Linked DNA regions of Mus musculus: region 1 is linked to region 2. The links are chromatin contacts, called in public Micro-C maps. All regions are on one chromosome and are shown on one strand. Each heading gives the region's core, a stretch centred on a gene start, on an enhancer-like site or on the middle of the called end of the contact. The rest is flanking DNA. Distances are from core to core; before and after follow the strand shown. Region 1 has its middle 5.5 kb from the start of Lypla1. Region 2 holds the start of Xkr4 (X-linked Kx blood group related 4).

Evidence for each region. A called contact is a pair of places that touch in the nucleus more often than the background predicts.
Region 1: a contact with region 2 is called in a Micro-C map of embryonic stem cells, with 11 times the contacts expected there. The contact joins the enhancer-like site here to the promoter of Xkr4 in region 2. A contact is called at or near these places in 2 of 39 promoter capture datasets (cranial neural crest and hippocampal neurons), 1 of 484 Hi-C or Micro-C datasets (embryonic stem cells) and 1 of 115 datasets of contacts at active chromatin or transcription factors (astrocytes).

What each region holds. Positions count from the first base shown.
Region 1 is chr1:4,799,776-4,804,906 of GRCm38.p6, reverse strand. No RefSeq gene overlaps it. Among named protein-coding and RNA genes, the nearest start is that of Lypla1, 5.5 kb to the left of the region's middle. Within about 2 kb of position 2,311, at least 23 of the 459 cell types and tissues checked have an H3K27ac peak or open chromatin away from gene starts, as enhancers often do. A contact at or near this core is called in embryonic stem cells, where this site is marked.
Region 2 is chr1:3,669,919-3,674,754 of GRCm38.p6, reverse strand. Xkr4 (X-linked Kx blood group related 4) reads left to right here and starts at 3,257. Exons shown (of 3, transcript NM_001011874.1): 1 at 3,257-4,203. The coding sequence starts at 3,407. It also overlaps the pseudogene LOC108167595.

The sequences.
Region 1 (5,131 bases), core at 1,062-3,561, 1.1 Mb before region 2:
GATCCACCCTGTTTTTGTTTTTGTTTTTCATGCTATCACAAATGTTGTTTTAATTTCCCTTTCTGATAGTTGTGAGTGTATATCAATGCGACTAGTTTTTGTATGTTAACTTTATATTTTGCAGATTTACTGAATTTGTTACTTTGTTCAAACAGTTATTTAGATGGAGACTCTATGGTCTTCTAACAGTAACATTTGCAAACAGAGGTAATTTTACTTTTCATAAGCAAAATGTTAAAGTATTAGACCTATATCAAGAAAGGTATTGTTACCTAGGTGAAGAAAAGACAACTGAATAGGAAGATCCAATATTATATAAATTATCAATTTTCTCAGAATTAATCTACCATGTAATTCCCACTAAAATAACTATACATTTTATGTAATAACAATTACATTTAAATTTTCTGTAAGATGACTTTTAAACTTTGTAACTCTGAAAGTCACAAAGATGGTAAAATAATCATGTAGAGGTATTCAGATATTTTACAAGAAATAGAGAATCCAGAGACTACAGGTCAGAGTGGCCACGTAAGAAGCAACTGTAAGATGTTGTCTAAACATTTCCATGGCAGCTGCTTCCTGTCAGGCAAGGGTGTTTCAAAAGCTATATAGTGGTCTCCCTTCAGTGCTGCAGAGTGCCTCTGAACCTCCAACACTCATTTTCAAAGGACTGGCACTGCTGAGATGTTTTGTGATCTTAGAGAACATATTCAGGGATCAAAGATACTAGCTATGTGTTAAGTATTAGTGATTATATTGCCAGATAAATGGGCTGAGGTTGTTGAAGTAGAAGAAAGAGAGTTTGTTTGGTTTGGTTTGGTTTGGTTTGGTTTTATTTTAGGTTTAAAGAGCTTATCCCTGTACTTAGAACCAGATACTGTTGTTTTGTGTTTGAGAATGCTTTAGGAAGTATTATAAAGAAAGCAGAATCCATGTGGACATTCCAGTTAGCAAGGAAGAGTTTGGATGTTCTTGATATTGCTATCAACGGAGAGGTTTCACTTAGTTCCATAGGGCATTGTGTATGAAGGTCCCGGAAAGATTCCTCAAATCTGTGTGAGAGCAAAAGTAGACTGTTATCAAGACCTAGTAATGACTGGTCTTTGTGATGTCTAATCTTAGTTGTCAACTTGACTACATCTGGAATCTAAAACTAGACATAGCTATAAGGGATTTTCTTGGCTGGATAATTTGATCAAGTGGGATGACTCGCCCTAAATCAGGGCCACATCTTCTGGTGGTAAAAAAAAAAAGTAGAATATAGTGGCACATGACTTTAATCTCAGGATTTGAGAGGCAAAGGCAGGTGAACCTCTATGAGTTTGAGGCCAGTTTGGTCTACATAGTAAGTTCCAACTATTTGGAGCTCTACAGTGAGACCCCATATTGTAAGACAAGATAAACAAACAAAAAGATGGAAGAAGGAGGCTTTTGCTTTTTGCCTGTTTGTCTTCACTCTCACTGACAAGTTCATCTGCTCTGCCAATGAGCATTTCTTCACTGGCGTTGGGATGTGCTTCTTTGGGGTTCCAACATAGACTGAAGTATAACAATTCTCTAGGATTACAGTGCCAGACTCAGACTGCTGAGACATCCAGTGGCTTAAACAGCTACTAGATCCTTGACCTTTCCATCAAGAGGCTGCCATTGTTGGACTACACTGACCACAGCCTATAAATCAGTATAATACTGCCTCTGCCACTCCCAATATGTACACCTTCTGTTATTTCTCTTTCTGTTGTATGCCTGCCTGCAGCCTACTTGAACGGGGTACACCTGGGAGGTAGGCTGGGGCTGAAAGAGTCTTAGATGAGCCGGGCGTGGTGGTGCACGCCTTTAATCCCAGCACTTGGGAGGCAGAGGCAGGCGGATTTCTGAGTTCGAGGCCAGCCTGGTCTACAAAGTGAGTTCCAGGACAGCCAGGGCTACACAGAGAAACCCTGTCTCGAAAAACCAAAAAAAAAAAAAAAAAAAGAGAGAGAGAGAGACTTAGATGGTGAGAGATTAATGTAGACCAAGACATGATTCTGTTCAAGGCCCGCCAGTTTACTAAGAGAGTGTGCTTATAAAAGGGGAAGGCCCATCCCCCGCCAGTCCGTTCTTGGTGTCTGGAGCCAGCCTGTAGGCGACTGCAGAATAGGATGCTCCTCAGGGGCTTCTCAGCGGGTAGCAGTGTCTTGGAGAGAGCAGTGGCAGGTGGCAGAACAATAGAGCCATCTAGGTCGGAAGGCTCCACCCTAGGTAATCTCCTTAGTGGCAGCAAGGTCAAAGTCTGGATCAGCCTGCTTCAGGGCTGAGGGAGGCTACATCTTTCTTTTTCTTTTATGGTTTTTCAGACAGAGTTTCTCTGTTATAGTTCTGCCTGTCTAGGAATAATGCTTTTGTTCACTGTTAAAATTTATCCTTGCATTATTCAAATGTTGCTTTCTCTGCCGATGTATCTTGTTGTAATATGGACATGGCATTTTAACACTTATTCTAAGTATCTCCTGTTTCAAATTTGTGTAAACATTGCTTCCCATTTATTCCCTGACTTGTCAATAAAAGCTGATCAATCAATGGAAAATAGATAGGTCTGGACTTTCACCAACCAGGAGAAAAGGGGGGAAGGAAGAGGAGAGGGAGGGGGGAAGAAGAGGGATTCATCTGGAGGAAGGTGTTCAGGAAAGACATCATGGAAAAACACCCGAAGCCCAGAGAGAAAGACAAATACTAAAAATGCAAGTACCATGGGAATTGTGGCTGGGAGGTAGCCAGAATAGCTTAGAAGATTAGAGTAAATTAATAATTGCTGTTATTGTGTTGTAAAGCTTATCAAATAAATCTATATCTCTGTCTCATTTATTTGGGAGCTAGCTGGAGACAAAGAAAAACTGCCATTTTTTTTTTTTTAATGTGTTTACACTCTCAAGCTTTCCCTCTGGGAACTTCAAAAGCCAGGCCTCCATTATTTGCATTTATCCTAACATTCTTACCCTTCCAGCTCCCCAGAAAAGCTCACTGAACTTTGACCACTCAATGGCTTTCCTAGCACAAAGTTCCACAGTCCTAAAAGTAACATGGTCAGATCTGTTGCAGAAATACCCTACAATCCTGGAACCAATTTCTGCCTTTGTCCGGGCTACTATTGCTGTTATTTAACACCATGACAAAGTAACATGGGGCGGGAAAAGTTTATTTAGCTTATCTTTCCACATCACAGTATGTCATCACTCAAAGGGCATCAGGACAGGGACTTAAGCAGGCCATAAACATGGAGATAGGAGCTGGTGCAGCAGCCATGGAGATGTGCTACTCCTGGCTTGCTCAGCCTGCTTTCTTATAAAACCTAGGACCACCAGCCATACCTGCATTGGCATGAACCCTTCCCCCCCAATCACTACTTAAGAAAATGCTCTACATAAGTGACTACAGCTGCATCTTAGAGGCATTTTCTCAATTGAGGTTCCCTCCTCTCTCATGACTCTGGCTTGTGTCAGGTTGATATAAAACTACCCAGCATAAGGTTTTATCTCAAAACAGGCTGCAACAAACCTTTTTTCTGATACAGAATTTCAATATGCTTGGAGAGAAAGAAGGAAAAAACCAGGTGGGAGAACAGATGAAAGTCCTATTAGGCCATAGACCAGCCCCTTTCCTTTCCTAGAAATCAGGTTCTGTCTCCAAGCAGTTCTTCCTCCTCTCTCCCCTTTTCCTACCCTCTTCTTGGATGGGGAATTTGTAACAACGCATATTGTGTTGTTTTGTTGTGTTATGCCTAACTCCTCTTGGCACAGAGGACAGGCTAAGCTAAATTACATATTTACGAACTTGGCCCATGACTCCTCTGAAACGCTGTAAGTATCAGAACCCTTTTATTCTGTGTATTTGGAAGTGCTCTCCCCTCTCTTCAAGACCTCATTGTGGCAGCCTATGACCACGGTGATGTATCTTCTAATCTAAAGGATTGCTTGCCACCTTAAGGGCTCCCCCTCTTAATCCAGCTCTTTTGACTGTAGTCCGTGTCCTCCTGCAAACTTGCTGTACCTTTCTCTTTTACATTTACTAAGGAGGAGGCTGAGAATATTTTTTTTTAATCTGTAGTTCTAAAATGTCACTGATTTATGGGCTTATGAGACAGAGTTTCTCTGGGTAGCCCTGGCTGCCCTGGAACTTGCTCTGTAGATCAGACTGTCATCAAACAGAGATATCCACCTGCCTCTGACTCTCCAGTACTGGAATTAAAGGCATGTGCTACCATGCCCAGCTTTTTAACATCTGAAAGAAAGATGAAATTTCAAGACCTGTAAGTCATATAAAGTACTCAGAAATTGCTGGTTGTTTGTGAGCCTAGAGGCTGCCTGGGGCTGAGAAAAGAGAAAAACAAACCTGGGTATGCCTCATAGTTAAAACATTCCTGGGAACATCTTGACCATAAGATAAAGGGGACTGTGAAGACATAGCAGGGCTACATTATCTAAGTCAACACCATCTGGCCGGAACCTCCCCTCTGTCTATTGCCCCTTGGCGCCGGGTAAAAGTCATACATCAACTGATTGCTATGTGAACAAAGATAAGCCCCCAGCCTACAGGAACAAAGTCCTGATGCACTGTGTTCTTTCTGTTAATGTTTGAATAAGCCAATAGTGTGTCGCTATGCTGAATTCCACACCCCTAAGCCCCTTACCCCATAAAAGCCCCTGGCTTTCGAGCCTCGAGGCCGACATCCGTTATCTCCTGTGTGGGATGCATGTCGGTCCGGAGCTCCGTAATTAAACGTCCTCATGTAATTACAGCGAGTGGGTCCTCGTGTTTCTTTGGGTGCTCTCACACTCCTGAGACTATAGTGGGGGTCCCCGAAAGGGGGTTTTACACATCTCTTTAGCATGGATATAGTTTCCAAAACTCATTAATTTTTGTAAATTATTAATTTATCATGGTTTCTTAATATGTTTTTGTATTTCAGTTAATGAAGGCTGGGCATTCATGATCTTTAATTCTATTGCCTAGAACTTCCAGTTTAGCATACACACAAACAGCAACAACAAGTTAGGATCAAACATTCCTCATTGAAGGAAGTATAAAGCCAATTATATTTAATTAAAATTTATCATTTCTCTAATGTGTATAAATACAGCTAACAGATATG
Region 2 (4,836 bases), core at 2,008-4,507:
AATATGATTAGTGTGCTGGGTATGACATGGGACTGTTTCCTTGTATTTTGGAAAACGTGGTTCTGACATTACTGAATTCCAGAGACTAGAATCTCTAATTTAGACAGAATGAGCATTAAAGGCAGGGAGGTTAAGTATAGTGACCAAAAAAAAAAAAAAAAACCCCTCTGAGTTTAAACTTTGATCTCTTATCCATTATGTCTGTCTTTTTTGACAGGTGTGGTGATTATGGTGAAGTAAGTGGAATTAATAACTAATTCTGAGATGTGGTTACTAGATCAATGGGATTAGAGACTATTGAGAGCAGTATTGCACACAAAGCCTGGCTATATATATGATCTTACCTAATCCTCATATTAATCTTGTTTATTAAATAATTTGGCAGGATCATGAGGCCAGTAATTAGCAGAGCCTGCATATGAATATATTTTGCTATGGTCTCTCTATACTACTTCTTCTAGGTATGTGTAGTCGGTTCTTTTCAGAGATGTACCAGTATAACTTGAAAGAGACTCTAAGTAGTTTTTGAATAAATATACTAGTAAGCAAACCATTACTGGTTATCTTTTTTTAGAATCTACCAGAAATTTCTCATAATTCCTATGTTTCCATGGGAACATTTGTCAGCATAGAATGTAGCATTCTTCATGTCATGGAATGTTCTCTTTAGAAATTCATGCATTCATTTCACTAATACTTATTGAGCAAATAGTCTTTGCAAGTGCTGTGTTGGGGGCAGAGGATCAACCCTCTCAGTTTTACAGAAAGTGTCAGTCTGCTGATACCAAACTTCTCAACTACTCTACAGGGCTTTCTGAGTCTGGTACAATTTAAGACATTGCACTTGACCTAGAATACACTCAATCTCTGAGGACCTAGTTACCTAAGAAATCTCCCTAGTGGATTTGGCACAAAGCACCATCAGACACAGTACACTAGAGATGGATATGAATTCTGGAGAAAAAGAACCAGGGTATTTTCCAAAGGGAACTTCCTAGTCAAAATGGCCCAGTGTTGAAGATGAATTTTAAAATGCCTGAAGTTAAGTGGCTTGGGTTGCCTCTCATCCTTACTACCCATCTTTTACTATAAAAATTGGTTTAGCACATACATATAACCACTTATGGGCCCATGGCCACATACCAGGGTGTCAGGTAAAGACCAAGTAGCAGAACCCCTGGGCACTAGTCTTTGAGGACAATTGTTGGTGTATCCACTGGGTGAGACTAATCTCACCTTGGTCAGGTAGGTGCTAAAACAGTGGAGTGCTGTAGCATAAGGTGGTCTGTCAGTGAGGGTTTTGATATTCAGAGAATGTCACTATACAGGAATGAAAACTCACCCGGCACTACCCTCGGGAGAGGCCAGGAAACAGGGAATATTAACCTGTATCTACAGATCCCTTAAGAGGCTGACTGGCCGAGCAGTGGTGGCGCACGCCTTTGATCCCAGCACTTGGGAGGCACAGGCAGGCAGATTTCTGAGTTCGAGGCCAGCCTGGTCTACAGAGTGAGTTTCAGGACAGCCAGAACTACAAGAGAGAAACCCTGTCTCTAAAAACCAAAAATCAAAAGAAAGAAAGAGAGAGAGAGAGAGAGAGAGAGAGAGAGAGAGAGAGAGAGAGAGAGAGGAAGGAAGGAAGGAAGGAAGGAAGGAAGGAAGGAAGGAAGGAAGGAAGGAAGGAAGGAAGCTGGCTGGAACTGTTCCCTGCAGTATCACCAGCTTACTCTGAACTCAAAGTGTGTGAGTCACATTGCAGTTTAAGGATCACCCTCTTTGTCCCTTACATTTGAAAAGCTAACTAGGTAAGGCAAACTAAAGCACGGGTTTTCTTAACTTAAAAAGGAAAAAGATATCCCATATTTTGTTGGGATTTAAAGGGTTTTTTTTGGTGGTGGTGGTGTTTTTTTTTTTTTTTTTTTTTTTTTTGGTTGGTTGTTTTTGTTTGTTTGTTTGTTTTTTAAACTGCAACATATTTTATTACATTCTCTTCGAGAATAGATTAAATTCGAGTCATTTCTGAAGTTATGAGACCCTACAGTAAGTCTGTACGTTTATAGGTTTAAGGGAAGGTAATTGCAGTTTTGGAATAAGAGAAGTGGCATTAGCTTTGGGATCTGCCACTCCCTGCGCGGGGCCAAGGGCCGAGCTAGTTCTCTTTTCCCTGGTTACTAGCCATGTCCCTCCTCCCACCGCCGCGCTCTAGGTTGCCGCCGCCAGAGGTGCAGCGTTTCCCACCTGCGGTTAGGAGTAGCCCCACCATGGTGTCTGCCTAGTGCTGCTGCCTCAGGCTCGTTAAACTCGCAGGGGGACAGGGCTTCATGCACCCACCTCCTGAGATAGGGCCTTTGCATTTCTCTAGGCTGGGGTTTGGCAGGACAGCATCCCTGGGGCTGCTCTCGCCTTATCCCGAGGGCTCGCCCTCTGCTGCCAGCTTTGCTTTAGGTGTTCTAGCTCTGCAAGTACTGTGCCACCCAGGATCTCCAAAGCATGGCACGCCCACCACCGCCGCCAGTATAGGAGCCCTAGCTTCCTAGTTAAAGCGTGTTCACCCTCGCCAGCAACACACCTAGCACCATACCACACCCAGCCAGGTGCCGAGCGCGCCCGGTACAATACAAAGAGACCATTTCTTCCGCAGCCTTCGCTGCTGCCACGCCCGCTTGTGTCCGTGGCCCCCTACCCTCGGCAGTGACCCAACACCAAGGCTCTAACACGCGGCGCGCTCTGCCCATCCCATCCCCCCAGCTTCGAGGAAATCCACTCAACGCTCTTCGCTATCCCACGAGCCTGGACTGGGCCTCCGATTGCCGTGCTGTTGCCCTCCGCGTCCAGCACTGGCCAGCCAGGCACCCCCACCCGCCGCTCCCCTCAATCCCAGCCCCTCCTCCGGGCCCTCCTTCTCGCCCCTCCCCAGCCGGGGTGGGAGCGGCGGCAGCTGGAAGGGAAGGGATGAGGTCATCCTCTCCCTCGGAGTCAGCTGGTGGAGGAGAGGCTGCGGGAGGAGGGAGCGCGCGCGAGGGGAGGAGAGGAATGTGCAGGTCCGAGGAGCTCCGCGGCGGCCGCTGCTGCTCCTGCTGCTGGCGGCGGCGGCGGCTCGTGCTGCAGCCGCGGGGCCGGGCCGGCGCGGAGCGCGGGCGGCTGTCAGGGGCGCGCGCGGGCCGGCGCGAGCAGCTGGGCTCGGCGCAGGCAGCCAGGCGGCGCTCCTGCGGGTCCCGAGCGTGCGGCTAGCCGGGCCCAGCGCCCAGCCCCGCGGGCGGCGGCGGGCGAGCGGGCGCTGGAGTAGGAGCTGGGGAGCGGCGCGGCCGGGGAAGGAAGCCAGGGCGAGGCGAGGAGGTGGCGGGAGGAGGAGACAGCAGGGACAGGTGTCAGATAAAGGAGTGCTCTCCTCCGCTGCCGAGGCATCATGGCCGCTAAGTCAGACGGGAGGCTGAAGATGAAGAAGAGCAGCGACGTGGCGTTCACCCCGCTGCAGAACTCGGACAATTCGGGCTCTGTGCAAGGACTGGCTCCAGGCTTGCCGTCGGGGTCCGGAGCCGAGGACACGGAGGCGGCCGGAGGCGGCTGCTGCCCGGACGGCGGTGGCTGCTCGCGCTGCTGCTGCTGCTGCGCGGGGAGCGGCGGCTCGGCGGGCTCGGGCGGCTCGGGCGGCGGCGGCCGGGGCAGCGGGGCGGGCTCTGCGGCGCTGTGCCTGCGCCTGGGCAGGGAGCAGCGGCGTTACTCGCTGTGGGACTGCCTCTGGATCCTGGCCGCCGTGGCCGTGTACTTCGCGGATGTGGGAACGGACATCTGGCTCGCGGTGGACTACTACCTGCGTGGCCAGCGCTGGTGGTTTGGGCTCACCCTCTTCTTCGTGGTGCTGGGCTCCCTTTCTGTGCAAGTGTTCAGCTTCCGCTGGTTTGTGCATGATTTCAGCACCGAGGACAGCTCCACGACCACCACCTCCAGCTGCCAGCAGCCTGGAGCAGATTGCAAGACGGTGGTCAGCAGTGGGTCTGCAGCCGGGGAAGGCGAGGTTCGTCCTTCCACGCCGCAGAGGCAAGCATCCAACGCCAGCAAGAGCAACATCGCCGCCACCAACAGCGGCAGCAACAGCAACGGGGCCACCCGGACCAGCGGCAAACACAGGTCTGCGTCCTGCTCCTTTTGCATCTGGCTCCTGCAGTCACTCATCCACATCTTGCAGCTTGGGCAAATCTGGAGGTACTGTATCAGGGTGGGGGTTGAGAGAGACTACTACTGTTCCTACATGCCTGCCCACCATGTCCACTGTTCTACTTTTGCATGAAATCTTTCCTAATGACTAGTAAGCCAAGTCACTCTTGTGGTTTTCTTTTCTAAACTGCTCCTTACCTAACTCATGTTAGGTGAGGAAAAAGAAACCAAGGAAGGGCACGCAGGAACGTGTTTGTAGTCTGTCACGTTTCCCATCTTCTCATAGACTAGTTTTTCTATGTATGCTACAAGTTCTCCCCCGATTGTAGACTTAATATTTCACTAGCAGAGGATTCCTCTCACACTTACTAAAAAGTCATTTATATTATGTAGAATTCTTGGTGTGTTGTACTTTTGATGGTTTCCTTTGTGCTGGGTTTGGATAGGATTACAATTCTAGTTAAATAGGACTTGTTACTGCTCAAAGATGTCCATATTTGGATGATAACAGCTAAAGAAATACTGAGCTTAAAGTAGTGTTAATAAATATTTGACGTATATGTATACATATATATATACAGACATATATATGTAAAATGAGTGAACATTTATCATTTATGTTGTGTGTGAGTGTGTGTGCATAAGTGCTCAGACTCTGACTTATATAGTGCTCCTCTGATT